Linked DNA regions of Mus musculus: region 2 is linked to region 1. Evidence: chromatin contacts called from public HiChIP or PLAC-seq data. All regions are on one chromosome and are shown on one strand. The core of a region is the stretch at or near the end of the contact, and the rest is flanking DNA. Distances in the headings are between cores, read along the strand shown.

Region 1 (5,504 bases), core at 1,418-3,917:
CAGACAAACACACAGATAGTCATACACATAGGTAAATACATCTTTAAAATTTTAAAAGCTAAAACTGTGGTCCCTTGGCCGCCTCCTCTGCCTCTCTGCCTCTCTCTCTCTGCCTCTCTGCCTCTCTGCCTCTCTCTCTGCCTCTCTGCCTCTCTGTCTCTGCCTCTGCCTCCCTCATAAATGTGCCACTAGACTGGCTATGGCATAAAACTCTCCCTCCCTTCCCCTTGCTTGGAGACAGAGTCTCTCAATATATAGCCCAGGCTGGCCTTGAATTTGTGATCCACCTGCCTCTAACTCCTGAGTACTAGGATTTTACATATGTGTAACCACAACCATCTAATTTTTAGACTTCTCTTAGCATTTTTAAAACTGATGTTAGCAGCCAGGCAGTGATGGCACACGCCTTTAATCCCAGGACTTCAATTAATGTAATTAATTAATTAATTAAATAGTGCTGATTTTAATTATAATGGACTTAATAAAAGTTCCTCTGACCCAGATTTAAGATTTGAAGGTCAGAGTTCCTTCCCTCATAACTGATTTGAGAGAGAAATGAGAGGAGGCACTAAGGGCCTTTTATCTTTAAAAAAAAAAAAAAAAAAAAAAAAAAAAAAAACCTGGGCTGGAGAGGTGGCTCAAGGGTTAAGAGCACTGACTACTCTTCCAGAGGTCCCGAGTTCAATTCCCAGCAGCAACCATGTGGTAGCTCACAACCATCTGTAATGGGATCGGATGCCCTCTTCTGATGTGTGTCAGAAGATAGCTACAGTGTAGTCATATGCATAAAATAAATAAATAAATCTTAAAAAACACAAACACCCTCCTCATTCACTGTGTGGGCGCGCACGCTCACGTCGGCCTCGTTGAGCATCGTGTGCTGGCCTGGTGCTCTCTAAGGCCGTGCTCCACCTTCTGCTTGCTGTGCTCCACCTTCTGCTTGCCGTGCTCCATCTTGTGCTTGCCTTCTTTTCTCATAACGTTTTTATGCATTTCCTGAGGATTTTAATGTGCCACTGTGATGTGGAGTAAGGAATTGATGAGCGAGCCGTGGGTGGAACCCTGAGCTGGCTGAGTGTGGCCATGCCTGTCCTGACCTTTCCCCTGAGCAGGAGGTACACAGCTTTCATCCTTCCTGGGCCAGGCCTTAAGTCCTGGCGGATACAAAGGTCCATCAAACATGTGCAGTGCACTGTGTCCAGGTGGAAAGTTCTGAGGACAAAGGAGAGGTCGGGCAGAGGAACCTTTCTCCCATGTTTTACATCTAGAGCCAGCCAGGAGACTGGTGTGGAACAGCACCAGCTCTGTGATCATCTCCCGGAATCTGACACCGCTTGGTACCGTCCAAGGCCCTGATGGGTCCCTGTCTGAGGTGTTTCTAAACATCTTCCCCTGTGTGTAATTAGTAATAATCACACCTTGTATAAGCATACTGGCTGTAACAACTGCCACCTCACAAACCTCTTTTCTCACCTTTTAAAAACTATTGTAAAAACTTTTTTTTTTTTTGTTTTTTTAAGACAGGGTTTCTCTGTGTAGCCCTGGCTGTCCTGGAACTCACTTTGTAGACCAGGCTGGCCTCAAACTCAGAAATCCACCTGCCTCTGCCTCCCGAGTGCTGGGACTAAAGGTGTGCGCTACCATGCCTGGCTTGTAAAAACTTTTAATTGTCACATGGTGATTGTATAGCCATACTATGGACACAGGGTGACATTTCAATACATGTCCATGGTAGGTAATGAATGATTACATCAGAACAATTGGTATATCAATCTCTGTAGACATTTATCTTCTGCGCGCGCGCATGTCTGTGTGTGTGTGTGTGTGTGTGTGTGTGTGTGAGAGAGAGAGAGAGAGAGAGAGAGAGAGAGAGAGATAGAGAGAGCTCAGAATAATCAAAATATCCTCTCTGCTAGATGCTTTGAAATAATTCAAGTGGTTGGCAACAAGTAGGCCTGGGGTTACACAGTGACTGTAATCTTAGCTGCCCAGGAAGTTCCAGGCCTACCAGGGATACAGAGTGAGTTCAAGGGCAGCTTGGGTATCTTGGCAAGGCCATACCTCAGAAAGTGAAAAGAAGAAGGGAGCTGGGGGAAGGAAGCCAAGCTCAGTGGTGGCAACACAAAGGTAAAGGAATTTTTCTAGGAGAGATAGGTATGAGGCAGGAGAGTTACATGTTTGGTAATGCCTGCATAACTGTCACTGAGCGTGAGGCCAGGCTAGCCAGGACACAGAAGAGTTTCTAGACAGACAAGGAAAGCTGTTCAGTGAGAGGAGACTCTGAAGTCCCTGTGTTACAGTGAGAATATGTTTTGTGGTCTGAGGCTTCTCTGTACTCATCAGAGATGCGACCGGGGAGGGCAGAGGCTGGAGATGCATCAGGCAGGCAGGTTGGAAGGCAAAGGCTGAGTCCTGCAATACCAGGAAAATGGCTGGGAGGTACTTAGGGCCGGCTGAAGAGACAGAGAAGGTGAGAGAGTCCAGGAGACCCAAGGGGTGAAGAAGGCTGCAGTAGTAGGAGTGAAAGGTCAGGAAGATACTGAGAACAAACAGGGTGTAAGATTCTAGAACAAACCAGTCCAAGGTGCGAGGTGGGTGTGGGAGGGAGAACTGGAGCAGAGGTAAACTGCTGTAAACAGTTATCAGTGGGAAGGAGCCGGGCGTGTAACAGGAAACCCGAGCAGCAGGTGAACTCTGGACTCACCTCCTGCACAGTAGGACCTGTTGATATGGATAAAGCCAGGTTTCAGCCAAGTCCCAGAGAAAAGGTGAGACTCTTATAAGGACACTGGAAGAGGGAAACACAGTACAACAGAGGAAGGACACAGGACCCAGGAGTGTGGGCAGGGATGAGGACTTGGTGGGTTTGGGGTGACCATACAAGGACTACCTTTGATGTTGTCGAGTGACTGCCATTAAGGCGTGCAGGCCAGCACTAGTGGTCTCCACACGGCAGGGCAGTGGTACCTGACAGTTGCATGTGTGCTTAGGCTTGAACCTGGACCTCCTGCATGCTAGGCACGTGGTTGTGTGTGACTGTTCTTAGATGGTCTCTCATGTACAGCAGACTCCCCGCAAACCGGCTATGCATTGGAGGAGAACCTTGACCTCCTGATCTCCCGAGTGCTGGGGTTACAGGCATGTGCTAGCGTGTCCGATTCATGTGGTGCTCGTGGGAGCTCGGATGCTAAGCGGCTGAGGGGGTGCTAGCCAAGTGCTCTGCCGGCTGAGCTGCATACCCGGCCTTTTCCCTTCTCTTGAAGATTTATTTTACTTTTAAATGTGTGTGTATGTGTGTGTTCCCGTCTGTCTGTGTGTAGGTATGTACACATATATGCAGGTACCCATAGAAACCTGTGGCTTTGGATCCCCCCAGAACTGGATCAAAGAGTTGTAAGCAATTGGACTCAGTTGGGAACTGAGCTCAGGTCCTCTGCATGCTCTTAACCACCAACCCATCTCCCAGACCCTGTGTGTATGTGCATATGTATGTGTATGTGCATATGTATATGCATGTTTTTGGTTTGTGCTGAAGGTCAAACCCAGGTCCTTGCACACGCTAGCAGTGCTCTGTTTTTTGAAATGGGATTTTTGTTCAGCCACACCCTGCCAAGGGCTAGGACTCTAGGCAAGCCCTTTCCTGCCTGCTTTACCTCACACCTTCTACCCACAGGCTGCCATCCTCAGATGCCACACATGCACTCCCATCTCTCCTCCTTCCATCCAGAATGGGCTGAAGCACCTGGACTGCAGCCATGGCCTGACCGAGCCACTGAGAAGCCGTCCATTCTGGGGACCGCTTACTCTGTAGACAATAAACGATAAAGCCAACTGAGACTGATGAACGTAATGAACAGGAGCAAAGGCTCAACAGCTGCAACCACTCGCTGCTCTTCCACAGGATCCAAGCCTGCTTCCCAGCACCCACACAGGCAGTCACAGCCACCTGTAACTCCAGCTCCAGGGGAGCCAGTATTCTCTTCAGGCCTTCATAGGCACCTGCACTCATATGCGCACATTCATAGATACACACGTATATATCTAATTTACAAATTTAAATCTTCTAAAGTATAAGCAAACACCTTTTAAGAGTCTGTGAAATTTAAGCAGATTTCTTTTTTTTTTTTCTTTTTCTTTAATTTTCTTACTTTTTTTTGTTTGTTTGGTTTGGTTTTTCGAGACAGAGTTCCTCTGTGTAGCCCTGGCTGTCCTGGAACTCACTCTGTAGACCAGGCTGGCCTCGAACTCAGAAATCCGCCTGTTTCTGCCTCCCAAGTGCTGGGATTAAAGGCATGCGCCACCACCGCCCGACATTAAGCAGATTTCTAAGAAAATCTTCACCCCAGAAGTTTGAAAATATTTGACACAGGATCCTGCCTTAAGTTCTGTGTCTCCCACCTCTCATTGTGGAACCCCATACACCCCCATGGTGTCACAATCAAATCATAATCAAGGGCTCTCAACAAACTCCTCCCATGCCCTCCATTTTTGTTTCAGTTAATTTTGTTTTTAGACGGGGTGTCTCTATCTGTGTCACCCTGGCTGTCCTGGAACTTGCTATATAGAGCAGGCTGGCCTTGAACTCACAGGGGTCCTCCATCAGTCGCTCCTCAGTGTTGGGTTGAAAGGTGTGCACCATCACCGCCTGGCTTCTTTTTTTCCCATTGTTCTGGTGTGTCTACACTTGGTTTTCGTTGTTGTTACTGCTGCCGTTTGTTTGTTTTAAGTTACTTATTGTTTGCTTGTGTGTGTGTGTGTGTGTGTGTGTGTGTGTGTGTGTGTGTGTACAGGTTTCCACAGAGGCTAGACCTGCTGCGTGTGAGTCACCTGACAGGCTAGGAGTCAGACTCCTGACTGACCATCTCTCCAGCCCCCAAGCAGCTGCTGAGATGCTGTGAACATCTCATTCTGTTCTTGTTCTTGGAGCTCTTATAAACTCTGGAGAGGTGGCTCAGCGGTTAAGAACATTGACTGCTCTTCCAGAGGTCCTGAGTTCAATTCCCAGCAACCACACGGTGGCTCACAACCAACTGTAATGAGATCTGATGCCCTCTTCTGGTGTGTCTGAAGACAGCTACAGTGCACTTACATATATTTTAAAAAACAAAAACAAAAAACCCTTTAGAGCTAAGTGTGCCCCAGGCTTCTCAAGGCGGTATGAATATTTGATTAACGTGTATAGACACCGCCTGTCCAGAGGCCTCTCAGGTGATGATGGGCAACCAACACCCATCAGTAGATGCAGACAGGGTCGCACTCCGAGACCTCTGCAAGCTCAGCATCTCTGTGACTTGGCACCAAGGAACTGAGGCTCAAATAAGTCCTTTTTTTTTTCCATGGGTGATCTGTGTAGGGGGTTGAAACCTAGACAGCTTGATGATAAGTTCTGCCCCAGACTGGCTGCAGTGAGTGAATGGTCTAGAGCTGAAAGGCCAGGCTAGACCTAAGCCTGATGTCTCCAGTGCATCCAAAGCAGATGTGGTAATGTCCTGGAACACCGAGTT
Region 2 (5,504 bases), core at 1,515-4,014, 310 kb after region 1:
TTTTCAGCTCACAGTTCAGGGTTACAGTCCACCATCCATAGAAAAGTTACTGTGGCCAGAGCTCCAGATAGCTACCTCATACAGTGCTCATCCAAGCAACAGAGAGCAAAGGGTAAATGTATGCTTGTATGCTTCTCAGCTGCCTTGAGCTATTTATGCTGTCCAGGACACACCCAGGGGATGGCTCCACCCACAGTGGGCGGGTCTTCCTACTTTAAGGCTATTCTGATAATCCTCATCTATCTCTCTGGGAAGTCTAGATTTTGTCGAGTTGACAATTGGCACCGCCTCTGAGCTCCTCTGCTTTTCAGAGCACCCTTTACATTTTTTTTAAAAAAGATTTATTTATTTATTTATTTATTTATTTATTTATTTATTTATTATATGTAAGTACACTGTAGCTGTCTTCAGACACTCCAGAAAAGGGCGTCAGATCTTATTATAGATGGTTGTGAGCCACCGTATATGGTTGCTGGGATTTGAACTAATGACTTTCACCTTCGGAAGAGCAGTCGGTGCTCTTACCTGCTGAGCCATCTCACCAGCCCTATACATTTTATATATATATTTAAAATATCCATATTTTATTCCCAGTGGTAGAGTGCTTACCCAGTGCTCACTAAGAGATCAATCCCCAGCATGGGGGAGGGGGAACTCATTTTTTTTTTTTTATTTTAAAGAAATGTTGTTAACCAATTAATCTACAAGCTTCAAAATAAGAGACAGCAAAAATCAAAATCCCAGCTAGGTATGATGTCACACGTCTTTAATCTTAGCACTCTGGAGACACAGCCAGGCAGATTTCTATGAGTTTGAGGTCAGTCTGGTTTACATAGTGAGTTCTGGCAAGCCAAGGCTACTTAGCGGAACCCTTTCTAAACAAACAAACAATAAAATAAATAAATAAATAGTCTAGTTGGTTGTGGTAGAACATTCCTGGCCCCCAGCACTAGGGAGGTAGAGGTAGGAAGGTAAGGAATTCTAAGTCCCTCTTGGCTACCCAGTGAGTTTAAGACCAGGCTGTTCTCCATTATAACTTGCCTCAAAACAAAGGGCTAGAGAGATGACTCAGTGGGTAAAGCGCTTGCTTTGCAAACACAAGCACCTGAGTTTGGATACCACAGAAAGGCTGGGTGTGGCGGCATGCCGGCATGCCTGCCCATAACCCCAGAGCCAGGAGGATGGGGCCTGGCTGGGCACTCACTGGCCAGCCACTTTAATCAAAAATAGTGAGTTTTAGGATCAGGGGTGGACCCTGTCTCAAAAAATAAGATGTCACCCACTGGCTCATTGCCTCAAGACCACATCTAGCCATAGACATCCTATGCATACCACACACACGCACATGGACACTCACGTGTACACACACACACACACACACACACACACACACACACACGATAAGACTGGGGCGAGCTGTTGGGTCACATGCTGGGATCCTAGCAGAAGGAGGGAAAGGCAGAGGTGGTTCAGGAATTCAAGGTCATCCTGGGCTATATGTGGACTTGTCTTAAAAAAAAAAAAAGTAAAAAGTAATAATGATTTTAAAGGAGGGAGAAACAAAAAGAAAGAAAACCAAAGAAAGAAGAACAAAGGAAGAAGAGAAAAGAAGAGAAGAGAAAAGAAAAAGCAGGAAGAAGGCCAAGCTCTCCAGCACCTAGGCAGGTGATCGATCGATCCCTTGGTGACCACACTCCATTCTGACTGAACCGGGAGAGGAAGCAGCTGGGATCATCTGACAGTGCCTTGAAGGAGAAACGACATCTCAACTCATGTTCAGATGCGGTCACATAGCTGTGGTCAGGACTTCAGGGCACTGAGCGGAGGGAAGGAGGGAAGGAGGGACATGCCACTTCTGGAAACTGACTTTCCCAACTCATGGGAGCAGCGTCATGCTCTGCTGTATGAAGCCTCTTCATCCAGCCTGCGTGGGACAAAGCCCTTGTCCAAAGCCCCAGCTGTCCAGTGCACCCCGTGAAATCATTACTTAAATTACTAGGCTCGTGTCTGCAAAGAATTCAAGGCTTTGACCTTCAGGAACCGAGCCTCCAGGGAAGGGGAAGTTCTATTTTTGGGATGTGGATAATGAGAGAGAGGAGCAGGCAAGCCTCGCTCCTGGCTTTGTGGTATCTTTTCCAGCTTGATGAATCAGGGCATCTGCCTCCCTCTCCCTCTATTGCCCCTGGCCCTCAATAATTTGGCTACAACTGTGGCAGCCCAATAGGTGTGCATTTGTACAAAAGAAATGTACGCCCCTAAGGGCAGCATTCCCAAAGTCTCCTGTGCTTGTGGAGGGACCCCATCAGGTAAGTGAACATGGCCCCAGATCACGAAGCACGAAGTCACTGTTTGGCTGGGGGCCAGAGCTAACCCACTGTCTGTCTGTTTGCTTTGGGTAACACCCAAGGACACACATTCTGAGGCCTGTGAAAGTAGAAAACACTTCAAAACCAAAAAGCACGGGGAAAACCACGCGCACACCCATCCTCTCGGAGCCCAATCTCTACACTGGGTTCCTGGGATGCAGAGGGATCCCTGCTTCCTAGTCCCTGACTGCAGGGGCGCTGATCCTGCTTCCTGCAGCCCCTCCTCTTTCTAGGACCTGCCAAATCTGTTGGTTTGGCATAGCTTCTCTTGCTCAGGAGGTAAAGTCGTCAGACTAGGATTCCTGAGCAAACCAGGAAATATCCATCCTGCTAGGATTCAGGATGTGGGGCTGGGCAAAGGCCAGGCCACAGCCCACTGCAGGCCCAAATGGAAGATGATGTCAGAGGGAGCCTAAGAAATGTTTCCACTGAGCGACTCTTTCCAATGTCTGTGGCTGGTTAGCCTGGCCCAGCCTTGTCACAGAAGAATAAAAGCAACTGGGCTTCCAGATCACATGACCGGAGGTGGCAAAGCTACAGAGTTCCATTGGTGTCTGGGGAGGGAAAGGAGAGGACAGTGCCCATGGGTGAGCTCTTTCTGCAAAGCAGTATCAGGAAATTGTGCCAGGCTGAGAATGGACGGGCTGGGCTGCTTCCAATCCCTTCCATAGGCGAAAGGATGGGGTTTTGCAAGCCTGTCAGTACTACATTTAGCAACGATGCTAGATTCTTCCTCTTAGGTAATTTTCAGAAATGGAAACTAATTTTTCTCTAGGCTCTAGATGAGTCTAAGATACAGTCTATAGGTTCATGCCTCAGTCCCAGCAAGCCTGACTCCAGCCCCACTCGATCTAAGTGCTTTTGTGGAAAAGCAAAATCCTGGGGGTAAAACCAGAGACGGGAAGTTGGGAAAGGAGGTTCCAGAGCCAAGTGAGGACAGATTGACATTATTTCCCTCTGTGGTTAGCAAAACAGTGGCCTCCCCTCTGTCTCTGGCGCCTGTGAATGAACATATTACATTATGTGCAGAAGGGACCTTGCAGATGAGATGGGAATCTAGAGTGTTTGCTTGGGACACTCCCAGTCCTGGAGTCAGTCTTTAGCCTGTAATCGCAGCTCTTGGGATACGGAGGCAGGATCAGAGTTCTAGATCCTTCTCAGTTACACAGGCCACTTTTTTTTTTTTTTTCCGAGACAGGGTTTCTCTGTATAGCCCTGGCTGTCCTGAAACTCGCTTTGTAGACCAGGCTGACTTTGAACTCAGAAATCCGCCTGCCTCTGCCTCCTGAGTGCTGGAATTACAGGCCAGCATCACCACGCCCGGTTTACACAGGCCACTCTTGACCCGCCCTCCTCCCCACTCCTCAAAGAAGAGGAGGAGAAAGAGGAAGAGGAGGAAAAAAAGACACAGAGTGGGTGTCTCTTACAGAACTAATTACTCACCGGAGAATAGAGAGCCCCACCCCCTTGCGGTTACAGAAATCTATATAGATTTTGGCCTGAGAGTAAAGGCAAATTGTTGCTTTTTCTATAGGAAAGTTAGTTTTTATTCCTAAAGCAATGGAAAAGCACAGATTTATTGGGGAGGGCAACCTGGGAAGGTCTGATGAGTTCTGATATGTAGAGCTCAGGCTGGCTGACTTGTGGAGACTGGATTGTAAGGTTCACACCTGCTTAAGTGTCACAGTCAGCAGCACAGATCTGAGTCCCCATGGGATGCTCTCATTATTATGGGATGCTCCCATCCATATGGGATGCTCCTCCCATCAGTATGGTATGCTGCCATCAGTTTGGGATACTCCCGTCAGTATGCGATGCTCCTCCTATCAGTATGGCATGCTGCCATCAGTATGGGATGCTCCCATCCATATGGGATGCTCCTATCAGTATAGGATACTCCCATCAGTATGAGATGCTCCTCCTATCAGTATGGCATGCTGCCATCAGTATGGGATGCTCCCATCCATATGGGATGCTCCTATCAGTATGGGATGCTCCCATCAGTATGAGATGCTCCTCCCATCAGTATGGGATGCTCCCATCAGTATGAGATGCTCCTCCCATCAGTATGGGATGCTCCCATCAGTATAGGATATTCCCATCAGTATGAGATGGTCCTCCTATCAGTATGGCATGCTGCCATCAGTATGGGATGCTCCCATCCATATGGGATGCTCCTATCAGTATGGGATGCCCCCATCAATATGAGATGCTCCTCCCATCAGTATGGTATGCTGCCATCAGTATGGGATGCTCCCGTCAGTATGGGATGCTCCTCCCATCAGTATGGCATGCTGCCATCAGTATGGGATACTCCCATCAGTATGAGATGCTCCTCCCATCAGTATGGCATGCTGCCATCAGTATGGGATGCTCCCATCCAAATGGGATGCTCCTCCCATCAGTAAGTGCTGGAGGTCTGAGACAAGGGGAGATGACTGTGGACGGCTCTCACTAAGGAGCCCTTGGTAGCCCTAGTCAGACACTTGTGAACGGGCGAACAGATTGGAAGGAGCCCTTGTTGCTTTGATTTTTTTCAAAACCTACTTTTCATGATGGTTTTTAAATGCTTCAGCGTCCCCTCTAGCCCACCACCCACCTGAAGCAGTGGAAAAGGAAGGTTACTAGGATTCGGCGGAAGTGGACCTGTTTAGAAATGGTTCTCTGCAGCGATTTCAATCTCCAATTGTCAGGATACCAGTGGTCCAGTTTAGTAATGTCAAGATAGCAAACAGGAATCAGCAGCATTGGCATGACCCAGAAGAAATAGCCAGGCCTCTGCCGAATCGGCACAAGTCAGCAGGAGTAACCAAGACCAGCAAGGATGCCAGGAGAATTTCTCTGCCATGCTTCTCTCAACAAAGTGAAGATCAGCGCTTGGGATGTAGAAGTAAGAGTATCTCTGTGAGTGAGTTCAAGGCCTGTCTGGTCTACACAGCAAGCTCTAAGACAGATAGAGATACATAATGTGACCCTGTCTCAAAACAACAACAACAAGTCTGAGGATGGAGTTGAGTTGGTAGAGTCCTTACCTAGCACGAAAGAAGCCCTTTGTTTTATCCCTAATATCCTAGAAACTGGGTGTGATGGCACATGCCTGTGCCCCAGTGCTTGAGGAGAGTGGATGGATTCAGGAAC

The links. HiChIP or PLAC-seq counts read pairs in DNA pulled down with a chosen protein or histone mark.
Region 2: a contact with region 1 is called in a FOXA1 HiChIP or PLAC-seq map of pancreatic cancer cells. The contact joins two enhancer-like sites. A contact is called at or near these places in 6 of 39 promoter capture datasets (embryonic stem cells, hematopoietic stem and progenitor cells, hippocampal neurons and 2 more), 2 of 15 datasets of contacts at CTCF or cohesin (large pre-B cells and stem cell-derived epiblast-like cells), 9 of 484 Hi-C or Micro-C datasets (B cells, the G1E-ER4 cell line, the N1E-115 cell line and 4 more), 11 of 115 datasets of contacts at active chromatin or transcription factors (bone marrow-derived macrophages, differentiating embryonic stem cells, embryonic midbrain and 4 more) and 4 of 9 other capture datasets (adipose tissue, embryonic stem cells, liver and 1 more).

The regions. Positions count from the first base shown.
Region 1 is chr11:116,208,279-116,213,782 of GRCm38.p6, forward strand. All of the region lies in intron 3 of Ten1 (TEN1 telomerase capping complex subunit), which reads left to right. Among named protein-coding and RNA genes, the nearest start is that of Acox1, 12 kb to the left of the region's middle. Within about 2 kb of position 2,668, at least 26 of the 459 cell types and tissues checked have an H3K27ac peak or open chromatin away from gene starts, as enhancers often do. A contact at or near this core is called in pancreatic cancer cells, where this site is marked.
Region 2 is chr11:116,521,172-116,526,675 of GRCm38.p6, forward strand. No RefSeq gene overlaps it. Among named protein-coding and RNA genes, the nearest start is that of Sphk1, 8.5 kb to the right of the region's middle. Within about 2 kb of position 2,765, at least 83 of the 459 cell types and tissues checked have an H3K27ac peak or open chromatin away from gene starts, as enhancers often do. A contact at or near this core is called in pancreatic cancer cells, where this site is marked.